2 separate regions of the Mus musculus genome follow, and region 1 is linked to region 2. Evidence: chromatin contacts called from public Hi-C data. All regions are on one chromosome and are shown on one strand. The core of a region is the stretch at or near the end of the contact, and the rest is flanking DNA. Distances in the headings are between cores, read along the strand shown.

Region 1 (6,043 bases), core at 123-2,622, 320 kb after region 2:
GGTCCTCATGAGGTTGAGGGCACAGTGCTCTGAGAAAGGCAGAGATGGGAAATCCAGGTCATGTGATCATGAATTGCCCCCTTAGTAGCAAGTAGCCCACAGGCAGAATCTGAAGGGCAACCTAGGAGGAGGAAAGCTCATGGGCGTTCTTTGTACCGTTGCATCGTTTTATAGATTTGAACTGTTCCAAAGCAAACTGTCCTCTCTGAGTGTTGACTGACTGATAACTGAAGACGTTTCTGGCCTGTGAAGACGGCACAAGCAATAGTCATGAATATGCCGGTGCTTCTCAGAGAGCCGCCTGCAGGTAGGTAACAGATCACAATGGTTACCGAAGGGTACCAGTTCTAGGAGTTCACATCATAGTGCATTTCAGGCTCCATGGCAAAAACACTGTCTTCCAGCAGTGGGGGTGCACACTTTAGTCCCAGCACTCTGAAGGCAGAGGCAGGTGGGTCTCTGAACTCAAACTCAGCTTGGTCTACAGAGCAAGTTCGAGGATAGTTGGGGCTACACAGAGAGACCCTGTCTGGAAAAACCAAAGCCATCGTGACTTGGCTGATAGATTTCACAGAGCCTGAATTCCTGTACAAAGGAAGTAGATTCTTGATTCACATTCTGGCCCAAGTTTGTCAACTCATCGGGCAGAGGAGTGCTGATTTAACAACTGACAAGGAAAGATGAATGAACCCGTCATAATAAAGGCTTCTAAACAGGAGCCTTCTCTCCAGGAAGGGTTGCAGCTAAAAGGTCATCACCATACACTCACTAAGGCATTTTGGATGGACAAGGTGGACTTGGTAGCCACATGATCTGGGGTGGACCAAACTCAGTCCAGTGACCTCATGGTCCTATTTTAGACTAGATAGCCTCCATCACTTGGCTCCTCTGCTGTCCTCAGGGGAAAAGAAGACTCGCCACTCTCCCTCAGATCATCACTGATTTGTCAGCAAATCAGCTCTGCTGACTGTTGGAAGAAAGAAAAAAAAAGTCACTATTCAAGAAACATGTTTAAGGGAATTAGTGAAGGGGAAACTTTCTGCACTGTTTTAAGGGAAATCTCCCTTGGGCCTAAAGAGAGACGTTTCTTACAGATATCATGTTTAGCCCTCATGTGGAGCAAATGAGAAAACAAACATCTGCACTTGATTTTAAAAGTTCTTACTCATCGATTTCTTTCCCATAATTCTCTTCTTTGAAAAGAATCTCTGTTGGCATGCCCTCCTCGTGTGATTGCGGAGAGTTTCTGCAGTTTGCCTTTCGGGGTGACTCTATTTGCTTATTCCAAACTGATCTGCTGCTGTGGCCAAGAGTGCACACTACCAGGGTAAACAGAATCACATGCTTTTTACGTGCTGTGCATCAGAACGGCAGGGAGTTCAAGATTCACACAGCTCAAGGCTGCAGCTGCGCACTGGGTTAAACGGCCTTTTATACCATCCAGGTCCGCCAGAAGAACAGACAACATCTTCTATGTCAGCTCAGCAGCGTCAGCAATTGCTTTGGAAACCCCAACTTGACCCCCATCAATCAATTGTTCTTACTGCATCGGCTCTTCTGTAGTGTCTAGAGGTGACCACAAACATGAGGACACGTGCCCAAGGTTGGCAGTTTCTGCCGGCACTCTTTGTCCTGGATCCCTAGGAACTGTGTCATCTGATGGTCTGATCAAGATATGGACAGAGTCCTAGAAGGGGCACAGAGGTTCTGAGAGAAAAACCAGGTCATCTTGCTGCAAACGTAACTGTCAGTACAAGGAGGGGCCCCAGGATGGGATGACATTTGAGATGTCATTTCGACTCCAGAGGAAAACCATGATGCTTACTGATGTAGGTCCTTCATCATTTAGCCTCTGCCAACATCCACAGCCACATCCCCTGCCTCCCACTGATGTATAGTGTACATTCCAAATTGCTCACAGCCCACGCTATTCTTAGTGCTTCACTATAAGGTTATTCCTCATATAAGTCCTCTGCCTCACTGACTGAACGCTGAGCATCCAGCATGGAGCGGGTTGCTCAGACCAGGCTGTCAAGCTGAGCAGGTGAGACCTCCAGCCTGCTTCCTTCATGTGGACTACACAGTTCGCTTTTTGCCCATTCCTTAGGGCTGATCTTGACCTGTTTCCCATAGACAAAAGACCTGACGTGTCTCAGCAATAGTCTAAGCCTATGCCAGAGATCAGAATTTGAGCACAGAGATGAGTCTTTGCATCAGATTAACCAACAAGACAAGCGGAGCCTATACAAATCTCACCAGCAACAGAAGGAATTGCCTCATTCAGGCTAAAATACACTGGGGGTGTATGTGATGCCATCTATGCTAACAAAGCACCCATCAACATGATTCTTAGTTGCTATGGTTATAGTTTTTGTTGAGTTCATTTCTATAGATGAGCCATCATTAAGGTGACTTCATAATTTATCACCCAAACCAGTACAGTTGTGAAGGTCAGGGGATTAATAATAATAATAATAGTTACACCAATGTAGCAGGTATAAACAGAATGAGTTCCTAGAAAACTGGTGTGGACGCCCACTTTTTCCATCAGGCTTTTTGATAGCTCCGGCAAATACACTTCAGCAAGTGCTTGCCTGCTGGCATTTGTTAGTCTTGCTTTTCTCTGATTTCAAATTGAGGTCCTTGGTGTCCAATACTTTTTTCTTCTAGGTTAGCCACGATGTGGGATTTACAGTGACTGCTTAGAAATCTATGCTGGCTGACCTGTGATGAGATTTCTTTTTTCCAAATGAAGACTAGAGAGAACTGAAAAATAGGAGAATAGAATTTGGCTGAGAAATTAATATAAAAACACACAAGTCAGTCTTTAGCATAAAGGAGAAAGTATTACCTGAGAATAAAAATCTCCCTCCCCCAATGCTATATGCAGTCAATGAAAAGCTCATGGTACTGACAATATCCGATTACATCCATGAAATGTAAAATCCTGAGTTTTGTTAGATTGGCATAGGACAAGGTCGTGGGACTTTACTAAGCCTGGTACCTTGTAAAGGGGAAGTGGGGAGAAGGGTCAGAGGTTATTATGTTTTAAAAAGTATTAGTAATGAAATAAATAACCCGGCAACACCAAATCATAACTTGAAACATTGGTAAGAAGACAGATGCTCTCTGACCATTGAAAGGGGAAATCTTTGTGGGCCTCTAGTGATATCTACTGACCCATTTTATAGGTGCAAAAACTAAGACTCAGTCAGGTCATGAAGTTAAATGACAACCTCTTGACTGTCACCCCCTCAGGAAAACTCCAAGACTACAACATGTTTTCATCTGTTGGTGCTTGCTTTAGTGGTTCTGGGAAAACTTGAACCCTCATTTCAGGACATGGTCATTCTTCCCCCTTCACTAACATAAGATGTTAGTGAAGCTAAGGAAATTTGGCCCTGCTAAAGGCCTTATCTTCTTGTTCAGTGACTCCATTAAGGTTTGTGTAAGCAACTGTGGATCTATTCTTCCAAGCGACGGAGAATGAGGCAGAAGGAGGAAATAGAAGAATAAGCCAAGTGGTGCCACCTGGCCGGTCTTTGCTTGGCCCCACCCACCACTGCTGACATATGAACTGTCAGATGCCAACGTCTGATTTAAAACTCTCCAGAACAAACTGAGGAGTGCAATCTCCCAGGAAATTGAGGATATAAATTTACGAGGGGCCAGAGAGTTTGTTTCCAATGCCTTTACAGTTTTAGCAGTTGCTGGAAGTCTCACCTTTGTAAGGTCATTTTATTTTTCCAAACTCTCTTAAATAGCTCAACAGTTCTCATTGTCACAGAATTACGGGGGGCAACCCCTAGGCATCTATCATCATTCATACTTGGATCACTGAAAGGTTAAATTCGTTTTCCCAGACTTACACTGTGCATCAGGGAGTGTGGTTTATGCCCATAACCTCATACTGAAGCCACTTCTGGGAAGGCTGAAGACATCTTCTGGATGAGACCCAAGCTGCCATTCTCCACAAGGTTGCCATAGGACATCAGCACCATGTCGCCTCTGTTCCACTTTCTCTTTTGCTCAAGCAAGATGACTTTTCCATCACAAATATTTTATATATTTATGTGTGTGTGTGTGTGTGTGTGTGTGTGTGTGTGTGTGTGTGTGTGTGTGTGTGTGTGAAATGGGTAGGAAACAAGAGACAGATCTTGGGTCATCCTGAAGTAGCACAATTCTGGCATCAGGGAAGACATTAGGCAGAATCTTAATTCTTTAATTTACCTAATGGAAACCTGAAGGTGGAAGAATGCCTCAGAGAGAAGGCTCCCCATCCAATCGGCCATGCTGTTGGAATGCTGTTGGAACGCAGCCAGACACAGTAGATAAAGTTGAGTACTTTAGTAATAGAGTACAGCAGTAAGTGGCTATGTGAATGACCCTGGTGGCAGAGAGGGGAGGGCACTACCTCCTGTCAGCTAGCAACCGTAGAGCACTGGTTACCAAGATGAATGGCAACAGTGCTCTTGAATTCTCTCCCTTTAGGAGAATCAGTGCATTATGGCGGGGGGTGGGGGGTGGGGAGGGGGCGGGCGGTGCTTGGCATCACAATCCTGTGCCAGCGTGCCCAGCCAAAACCATATCTTCTTTATCTATATGGATTCTATCAACGTACAAACCTCTTCAAGACTGAAAGTGTTACTAAGGAGGAAAAGGGACTTTTCATCACCAGAGAAATGCTATCTTATCTGGAAAACATAATGAGCACACACACACGTGTGTGTGTGTGTGTGTGTGTGTGTGTGTGTGTGTGTGCACCCAGTCACAGAGTTTCCAAAGATACAGAGGGATGAAGTCGTCTTGCTATTACTTCAGGTAGGTAGTGGGAGGTTGGAGACAGGGTTTCTCTGTGTAGCCTTGGCTGTTCTGAAACTCATTCTGTAGACAAAGCTGGCCTCAAGATCTGCCCACTTCTGTGTGCCACCAGGATGCAGGTCTTTGGTATGATTTCTACAACCTAGAATGACCTAGACAGACAGCTGTCCAGACAGACAGACAGACAGACAGACAGACAGACAGATAGACTAGGGCTATGAACTTGGTTTCAACCAGCTTTCTTGAGAGCCATGAAAGCTTGCCCTGTGTTCATCCTTGTGCCCACATAGCAGCTCAGAGCCATCCGCAACTGCAGTTCTGGGGAATCTGATACCCAGTTCTGACCTCATTGGATACGGGGTGTGCACATGGTGCACATAAATACATGCAGGAAAAACATCATACATATAAAATAATAGTAGTAAATATAATAATAATAATAATAATAATAATAATAATAATAATAATAGCAACAAAAAAAGAGGTGGTAGAATTTAGAAAGAACTTGGAAGAGATTCCAGGAATGTGTGTGTTGAGAGCAAAGGTTAAAAGGCAATGATCTTGGCTTCCTAAGAGACAAAGAGCAGAGCAGACTGGGTGAAGGGGAGCTTCACATACGAACCCTGCCCTCTAGATGAGCAGAACAGAGCCAGTCCCAAGATTATTGTTGGCCATGCCCTTCACCATTCAAAACATAGTGTACGTGCCTAATGCAAGTTTTACAAACAGTATGGGGGAGCTGTGGGCCAGATGTACCCTACAGGAGGTAGGAGGAAAACACAGACCCTGCTTACTCCATGCAGGGAAGCTGTGCTTTCTATGCTCAGGAGTGCACAATGGTATAAGATGCTGCGCTCTCTGGGGCTGTGTGATTGATTTCTTTGGCAGGCGAGGGCAGAAGAGGTTTGCTTCTCCCTGGAATGAAAACGATATTTTTCTTCAGAGCAGAAGCAGGTAGGGAGGTGGGGAGGGGAAACAGAGACCGGTCTTCTCAGAAGGGACAGCACCACCCCACTCTGAAGACAACTTTTTCAGTCCCCCCCCCCCGTGGGTGGTGGGGAGCTCTTGGGATTTTCATGCAATCTCTTCCTCTTCGTTCAACATTAACTTTTCAGGATCTTGCAATTTTCCTTCTTATTCACATTGATATGGTGCCTCACGACTACAAGATTAGAAGCTCCCTAGAATTATGGGCTGCTTTTTCCCTTTCAGGTGCCCCTCG
Region 2 (7,060 bases), core at 4,165-6,664:
TGGTTATGGGAGTTATTGCTCATTTGCATAAAGGGAGCACTGATTGGAGGATTTCCATCTCATCTTGCCCCAGAATATTTGTATGAAGACAGAGTTGCTATCTATCTTCAGACATTATGTCAAGGAATCTTTGAATATGCACTCTGAAGCTCAGAAGAAACCCTATCTAGATAAGGTTCTAGATGGAGTCAAAATGTCTAAAATGCTACACCAGCCTCTCAGATAACTAGGTGGTGACCCACAAAGTGTGTTGCTGCTGGGTTATAACCTTTGTTTCCAAATAAACTTTCAAGCCACTTCTGCATGAAGACATAAAATATGCAATACAACAGGATATGGACTTGGGAGGTGCCATCCTTGTCTTAAAGGATTGCAGCTCACGATATATAGAATATATATATATATATATATATATATATATATATACATATACATATACATATATATGTGTGTGTGTGTGTGTGTGTGTGTGTGTGTGTGTGTGTGTATCTGTCATCTAAGCATCTAAGCCCTGGGGAGGTAGAGGCAAAAAAACTGTGAATTCAAAACCACCCTGGGATATGTAGCAAGTATGAGACCAGGTAGGGCTACATAGCAAGATCTGTGTGTGTGTGTGTGTGTGTGTGTGTGTGCGCATATGCCCCCATACACTCACATGTGCCACAGTGTACTGCTCTCTGGAGACTGCTTCTCTCCTTCTATCTCAAGGTCTGCTTCTTAAAGGTCCACCATACCTCCCAATACTGCTACCCCCGCATACTAAGACATTAAAAATATGGACAAACCACAGTGGTGCCTGCCTGCGGAAGTTGGCACTGAGCCTCCAGGGCTTTCCTTATTAAAGATTCCACATATTCTAACGCTTCCAGCTATGAGACACGTTGGATATCTAGGCATAGCTCTTACTGATCTATAAGCTAGAATCTGCTGCAGCCATATGAATTTTCCTACAACTCACATTTGCCATTTTAATAAAATGTCCTGGCTACAGAGATAATAGACACAGAACACATAGGCTTTAGCTGCAACGCAAGATTTCCTGAGAAGGGGGGAGGGGTGAAAGAAATATGTGTTTTCTGTGGACAGGCTTGGTTTTAAAAGTAACTCTCGGTTGTCTTAAATCCCTCATGTTTGTGTTTAGAAAAATCAGGGAAACACCACAAGCAGGTAATGTGGAGAGGCGACTCGCCTGCTGTCCTGCCCACTCCCCTCATCCAGGAAATAACTGCATGATCAACACCAAAGGCATCCTGCGCTGAGAATTCTCACTGCGTGGTCTGGAGTCTGTCTGTATCTGCATCTGTTGGAGAAGATGCCACCATGATTCCGTGGGTGTGATTTCCCTCCTGGACAATTTTATTGGGTTTAGAGTTGTAAACTGCTGGGCACATGTCTGGGAGGGCATTTTTAGGGAGGCTTAGCTGAGGAGAGATACCCACCCTGGATATGGCGCCATTCCATGTGCTGAATAAAAATGGGAAAGAAGGGACAGCCAGCTGAGTCCCAGAATTCATTTCTCTCAGCTTCCTGACTGTGGATGCAATGTGACCAGCTGCCTCAGGCTCCTACCGCCGTGCCTTCCCAGTTACAATGGACTGTACCCTTAAACTAAGGTGTGACCAGGTAATTTGTCATAGCAACAAGAGAAATAATTAATACATCAGGCAAGGAGATGTTTAGCAGGGATTTTTAGAGAAGGGGAAATTGCAGAATTTGTTCAGCTGAGATCAGTTGCCTTCGACATGAAGAGGCACCATACTGAGGATGCTGCTCCTCAATCCATGAAGACACTATCTTCCACCTAGCTATTGACTTAGACATCGTGGTAAATATGGTGAATCTTACATACCGACTGCTTGTTTTTTTCCTGTGATTCTTTATCATCCAGCATTCCTTAGAACAAGTAAATTATGTACTGGTTAGGAAGGGTTTGCATCACCACAGCCTCCTCTGAGAAAGTAAGACAGCTGGGGGGGGAAATATAGAAAGAAAATAGAGAAATAAATAAAGAATGAACTAATTAAAATGTAGGAGAAAAAGAAGGAGGAGGAGAGAACAAAGAAAAGAAAAAGGCTCAGCATAGTGGCACATGACTTTCATCCCAGCACATGGGAGTCAGAGGCAGGCGTTTATCTGAGTTTGAAGCCATCCTGGCCTAGTTTGAGGTCAACCAAGGATTACATGGTAAGACCATGTTTAAACAACAACAACAACAACAAAAGTTTGTCCCTTGGTCTGCCTTCACTTTGTATATAGCTTTCAGATTAGACAAATCTCGGTAGCCTAGTAGAACAGGGAGATTGTCAAGATTTTTATAAGTCTTGCCAATGTTGGCAAACCTTTTCTTCCAGACCAATTCCTCAGACATCCAGCGTATACCAATGCCTGGTGTGCAAATCGCCAACAATCACTTACTCATCACTATTTCATCTGTAGCGTGGAGCCGATATGTCTTTTGTTATCCTTTTTCGTTCTTTTTCTTTTTTTTCTGCTGCTGTTCATCTCAGCAAAAGAGCGAGGACCACATCTGATTGCAACATCCGGCTTTTCACAAGCCTTTAGTGAAAACTGCTCTTCACATGTTTAGTCCTCTTGGGATTTTGCTACATAAAATCTCATTTTATCACTCGAAAGCCCGAGGCAGAAGGATCGTTAGTTTGCAGCTGGCCTGTGCTGCATATGGAGAATTGGTCTCGAAGAAGAAATAAAATCTCATTTATAAAATTAGCAAACTTATAGAATTATCAGAACGGCTTGCTTTAGCATTCCCTGTGTGACTGGCTTATCCCGCCCAGAACGTCCTTCTAAGGATGTTCTTAGCATTCACCTGCTAAGTTCATGCTTCCAGGCTTCTTAAACTAACAAGCCTCCTTTTGCTTTTAGAGGAGTTCTTTAAAATTTGTAGATTTATTTATTCATTTAATGATGTGTGTATGTGTGTGTGCGCGCCCACTCACATGCACCTATGTGCACATAACATGGTGTTTTCATGTATGGGTCAGAAGACAACTTGCAGGACCTCTTTTTCCAATGTTTGAGGGGCTTGGGGATTGACCCAAGTCTGGTCTCAGGTGGTCCAGCTTGCCCACAAGTCCATTTACCCGTTGAGCCATATCATGAACCCTTTAGTAAGCTTTTAGAGAAACTGATTCCTTCTCCATATTCAGCTCTGGTTTCTAACTGGATGGTTGCTGCCAACAGAAGTGTCGTTTACATCTTGACATAATGCAAAACCAACCAAACCAAACCAAACCAAAACCTCAAAACATATGACTGTGTTACAGCTGGTTATGGATAAATTCTGCTACTACCATTGTCCAAACTTCTAGGGGCAGTCTCCCTTTTCTGTCTGTCGTCACCCTAGCTGTGACTCCAGCTAGGACCGTGTAGCCGGAGGGTTTGCACCTTGAATCTGAGTTGAGGTGCTGCAAACCATATCCACAGGCAGGCATATATACCATATCCACATGCAGGCATATATTTATATGAATGGTCGGCATAGTCTTTGAATGATTTAGCCTACTCAAGACGAGAGGCAGGCACAGGAGACAGTGAGAACCTCGAGAATATGTTCCTAAGTCCTAGGGTTGATTCCTCCCACCCCTTTCAGAGAGGGGCTAAAGCCCAAAATGAAAGAGCTTTCTCCTTGAGGAATTTTGTAATGTTCTGGACATAGGCAGGACCATACAGGCTTGGGGGGATAATGTCACTACATCTCTGTTCTGTAATATAAATGTGTGGTTCTAGGACAGCAAATATGACGTGCTATTTATTTGTCTTGTTGCAACAGAATACATGATAGAAGCAACTCAAGGGAGGAAAGATTTATTTTGGCTTGCAGTTCTAGGGGATGAAGTTCACCATAGCCAGAAAGCCCTGACAGTAAGAACAGGGAGCAGATGGTCACACTGGCACAGTTAGGAAGCTGAGAGTGGTGACTATTTATAGTTAACCATCCCTCTCTCTCTTCAGTCCAGGACCTCAGCCCATGGAATTGGTACTGCCTACATTTCAGGGTGCGCACTCTCACCTCTGTTAATTTACTCTGTGAATGTCTGTTTTCATAATTATTCTAAATCTCACAAAGCTGACAGTCCAGATTAACCATCACAGCGGTCTTGAGAGAACCTCCTGCTTTTTGGTACCAAAGAATAACTGTGGAAATTCTTTGGGAGAAAGATCCATGAATCCTTCAACACCAGAAACAACGGTGTGTTGGCAGAGGCCAGAGTCGTGTGAAAGCCACCATCAGGAAGTTAACATGTATTTTTAAAGACCAGAGGAGAAGACCCGTATGATCTCCTCAGAGGACTTTTTGGACATCTAGGAGGACCTTGGATACAGAGGCCACCCAGCCAGTACCATTGAGTCTAATGATTGTATAACCTAGTTTAAACTGTCTAGTGAAGTGTAGGAAAGCTCTAATTATAGATGAGTATTAACTTCAAATCTCTGGATAGAGGATGCTCTAACTTGAATGTCTCCTTTCCAAGTTTATATGTTGAGAACTTAATTCTCATATTAAGAAGTAGGACTTTGAAGAGTCAAAGCAACCATGAAGACTGTCCTCATGAATGGATTTTCTCTCTCTCTCTCTCCCCACTATGATACAGCAAATGCAGCCCTCCACCGCAGACTTCCAGACTCTACAACTACAAGCTAAATGTTTCTGCTGATGATAATTTACTCAGTCTATGATAGTGTGTCATAGCAAATGGATAGAGAACGTGTGTAAAGCATTGACATCGCACGCTTCTTACAATTCTGTTTTGATTAGGTACCTTTACTAACGCCAAAACATTGGTTGAATAGCTTTGGATCCATGCAAGTTCCCCGTTTCCCAAGTCTGTTTCCACAGGATCAGTCATTTGAGTGGGCTTTGAACGTGATGTTGCCCTTGAAAAATAGAGGCCAGGAGAGGGATGTTTGAGAGGAAATAGAGGGCAGGCTGCCTGGCTGCCAGATGCTTCAAAACTGAATTTACTTTGGTGATTTAACTACAGCCCAGTGTCTGGCCCCGAGTTTTTCAGGTTCAGAAACAGAGAAAATTGGTTTTGTCAGCACACCGAGGTAAGATCAGTTTATCGGGCCCCCAGTCATGCTAACCAAGTTCGCCAGAGTGGGACGTGTAAATCAAAATGCCATTTTATTAATTTATATCGACAAGCAAAATCGGCCCAGAGATCAGACACACATTCTGCTCGGAGCACACTCTCTCCCTGTGGTGAAATCTAGGTGGGAAGTCAAATTATCATCAGAAGACAGCCGGGTGCGCTGGAATTAGAGCAAGCAGAGGCAGCTGGCTGTCTGCCTGACTGCAATGTTAAATGAAGGCGATGCTTCATTCCCCACCAAAGGGCAGCACCTGGAGGGATCAATGCTCTCCAATTCTGCAGCTAGGCCACTGTTCAAGCACAGATCTGGGCGCACATGACTCCCTCGTCCCTGTGGACACTGCTCTGTCCTGTGCTGACCACATTGATTGTGCTGGACATGTTATTTCTTTAGCTGGGTCGATTGCATTGATTAGCTACAGCCCAGTTCTCCCATTGTATGGCCTTGCCTTTTCTACCAAGTAAGGCTGGGACCATTGTTGCTTTAGTGACCCTAACTAGTCTTCAAAGTCAACCGTGGCTGTCATACTCTGCTGAGGTTGGAGACCTCTGTGATTACACAAAGCAAACAGCCCACTCTCCCCCCACCTGAAGCTTTGCTTGTCACCCTTCAAGCCAGGTCCAGCTGGGCAGAGTAGGCTAATGAATTAACAATGAGTGTGGTCGATATGTTTATCTCAAGACAGGGGCTGCCTCGCTGACTACCTAAGTTAAGCCTGGAGTACGATGCTGTTGCCTTTGAGTTGCCAAGAGTCCTACTGAAGTTCTTCTCTACATCAGCATTCAGATGTATTTTAAGAGCTCAGGATGTGAGCTGACACCTCGGTGAACAGGAAGAAGTGCTCTGAAGATAGCAACTCATGTTTGATCTGTAAAGAGAGAAACACTAACTGCCTTGGATGATGCCCCTTTATCTTAATGTGCCTTGTTTTCCCCAACTCATCTCTGCCCTAGATACCTCCCTTACAAACAGGATGACACCCCTATAGTCACTCACTGAGATCTTGTCATACACTAGACCCTTAGATTAATTACTGCTCTCGTTGTGACTAAATACTTGACAGAAAGCAGGTTGTGGGAGGAGAGGTATGTTTTGGCTTGCAGTCTGAGGGGATACAGTCCAACTGGGTGCAAAGGTACCGCAGTAGGTGACAAGGACATGTGGCAGCTGCAGGCTCCCATCTCAGCTGACCAGGAGCAGATGGAGAGGAAGGCTGGCTTTCCGCTGGCTTTCTCCTTTTCACCATTTAATTCGACGATGTAAGACTCCGGGCCCGTGGGATGCTGCTGCCCACATGCAGGGTGAATCCTTCCCGGTTAGTTAATCTTCTCTTGGAATGTTCTCTCAGACAAATTCAAAGGTGTGTCTCATCAGTGCCCTAGGCTTTTATGAATCCAATCAAGCTGACACCCTAAATTAACTGTCACAACTCTGTTCTAGGCATCTTCGTCGTTCCTTTAACCATTATAACAATTCTTTGAAATTTGTCGCTATTATTACCTTCATATAACAGATGAAGAAACAAGACAAAGAGAGGTTAAGTAAGTTCCCCCAAAGGCACTGGCTCATGTTAAGTAGATTCCTTTTTTTGTACTGATGATACAATTTGGGCTAAAGCTGCTTCCTTCAGGTAATGAATGACAACCTAACTTAGTAGGCAAACTAAGGTTGCTATACATTCCCAGTCTCAGCAGTTGGGCTCTGGCCAATCAGAGACGACTGACTGATCATACCATGTTCCTATAAGGCAAGTACCTAATGACACTGTGCTCATACAAGGCGAATTACTGACCCCAGCCAATCAGATGCTTTCTGTGTGACTCTTCCTTTTCTCCTACCATAAGCTCAATCTGTGCATATGACTGGGTTCTAGCTCTGAATGTTCCATCTCTATAAACTCTCTCTCACCCAAATGAACTTGGCTAAATTGAATTTACCTCAGATT

The links. A called contact is a pair of places that touch in the nucleus more often than the background predicts.
Region 1: a contact with region 2 is called in a Hi-C map of liver, with 4 times the contacts expected there. The contact joins two enhancer-like sites. A contact is called at or near these places in 1 of 484 Hi-C or Micro-C datasets (liver) and 1 of 115 datasets of contacts at active chromatin or transcription factors (hepatocytes).

What each region holds. Positions count from the first base shown.
Region 1 is chr8:35,405,004-35,411,046 of GRCm38.p6, forward strand. Gm45301 (a long non-coding RNA gene) reads right to left here and starts at 4,521. Exons shown (of 2, transcript XR_003947528.1): 1 at 3,870-4,521; 2 at 1-2,766. Gm34911 (a long non-coding RNA gene) reads right to left here. Exons shown (of 3, transcript XR_378889.4): 3 at 5,282-5,736. Gm51567 (a long non-coding RNA gene) reads left to right here and starts at 5,692. Exons shown (of 3, transcript XR_003947531.1): 1 at 5,692-5,775; 2 at 6,034-6,043. Within about 2 kb of position 1,373, at least 12 of the 459 cell types and tissues checked have an H3K27ac peak or open chromatin away from gene starts, as enhancers often do. A contact at or near this core is called in hepatocytes and liver, where this site is marked.
Region 2 is chr8:35,083,372-35,090,431 of GRCm38.p6, forward strand. No RefSeq gene overlaps it. Among named protein-coding and RNA genes, the nearest start is that of Gm34419, 8.5 kb to the right of the region's middle. Within about 2 kb of position 5,415, at least 13 of the 459 cell types and tissues checked have an H3K27ac peak or open chromatin away from gene starts, as enhancers often do. A contact at or near this core is called in hepatocytes and liver, where this site is marked.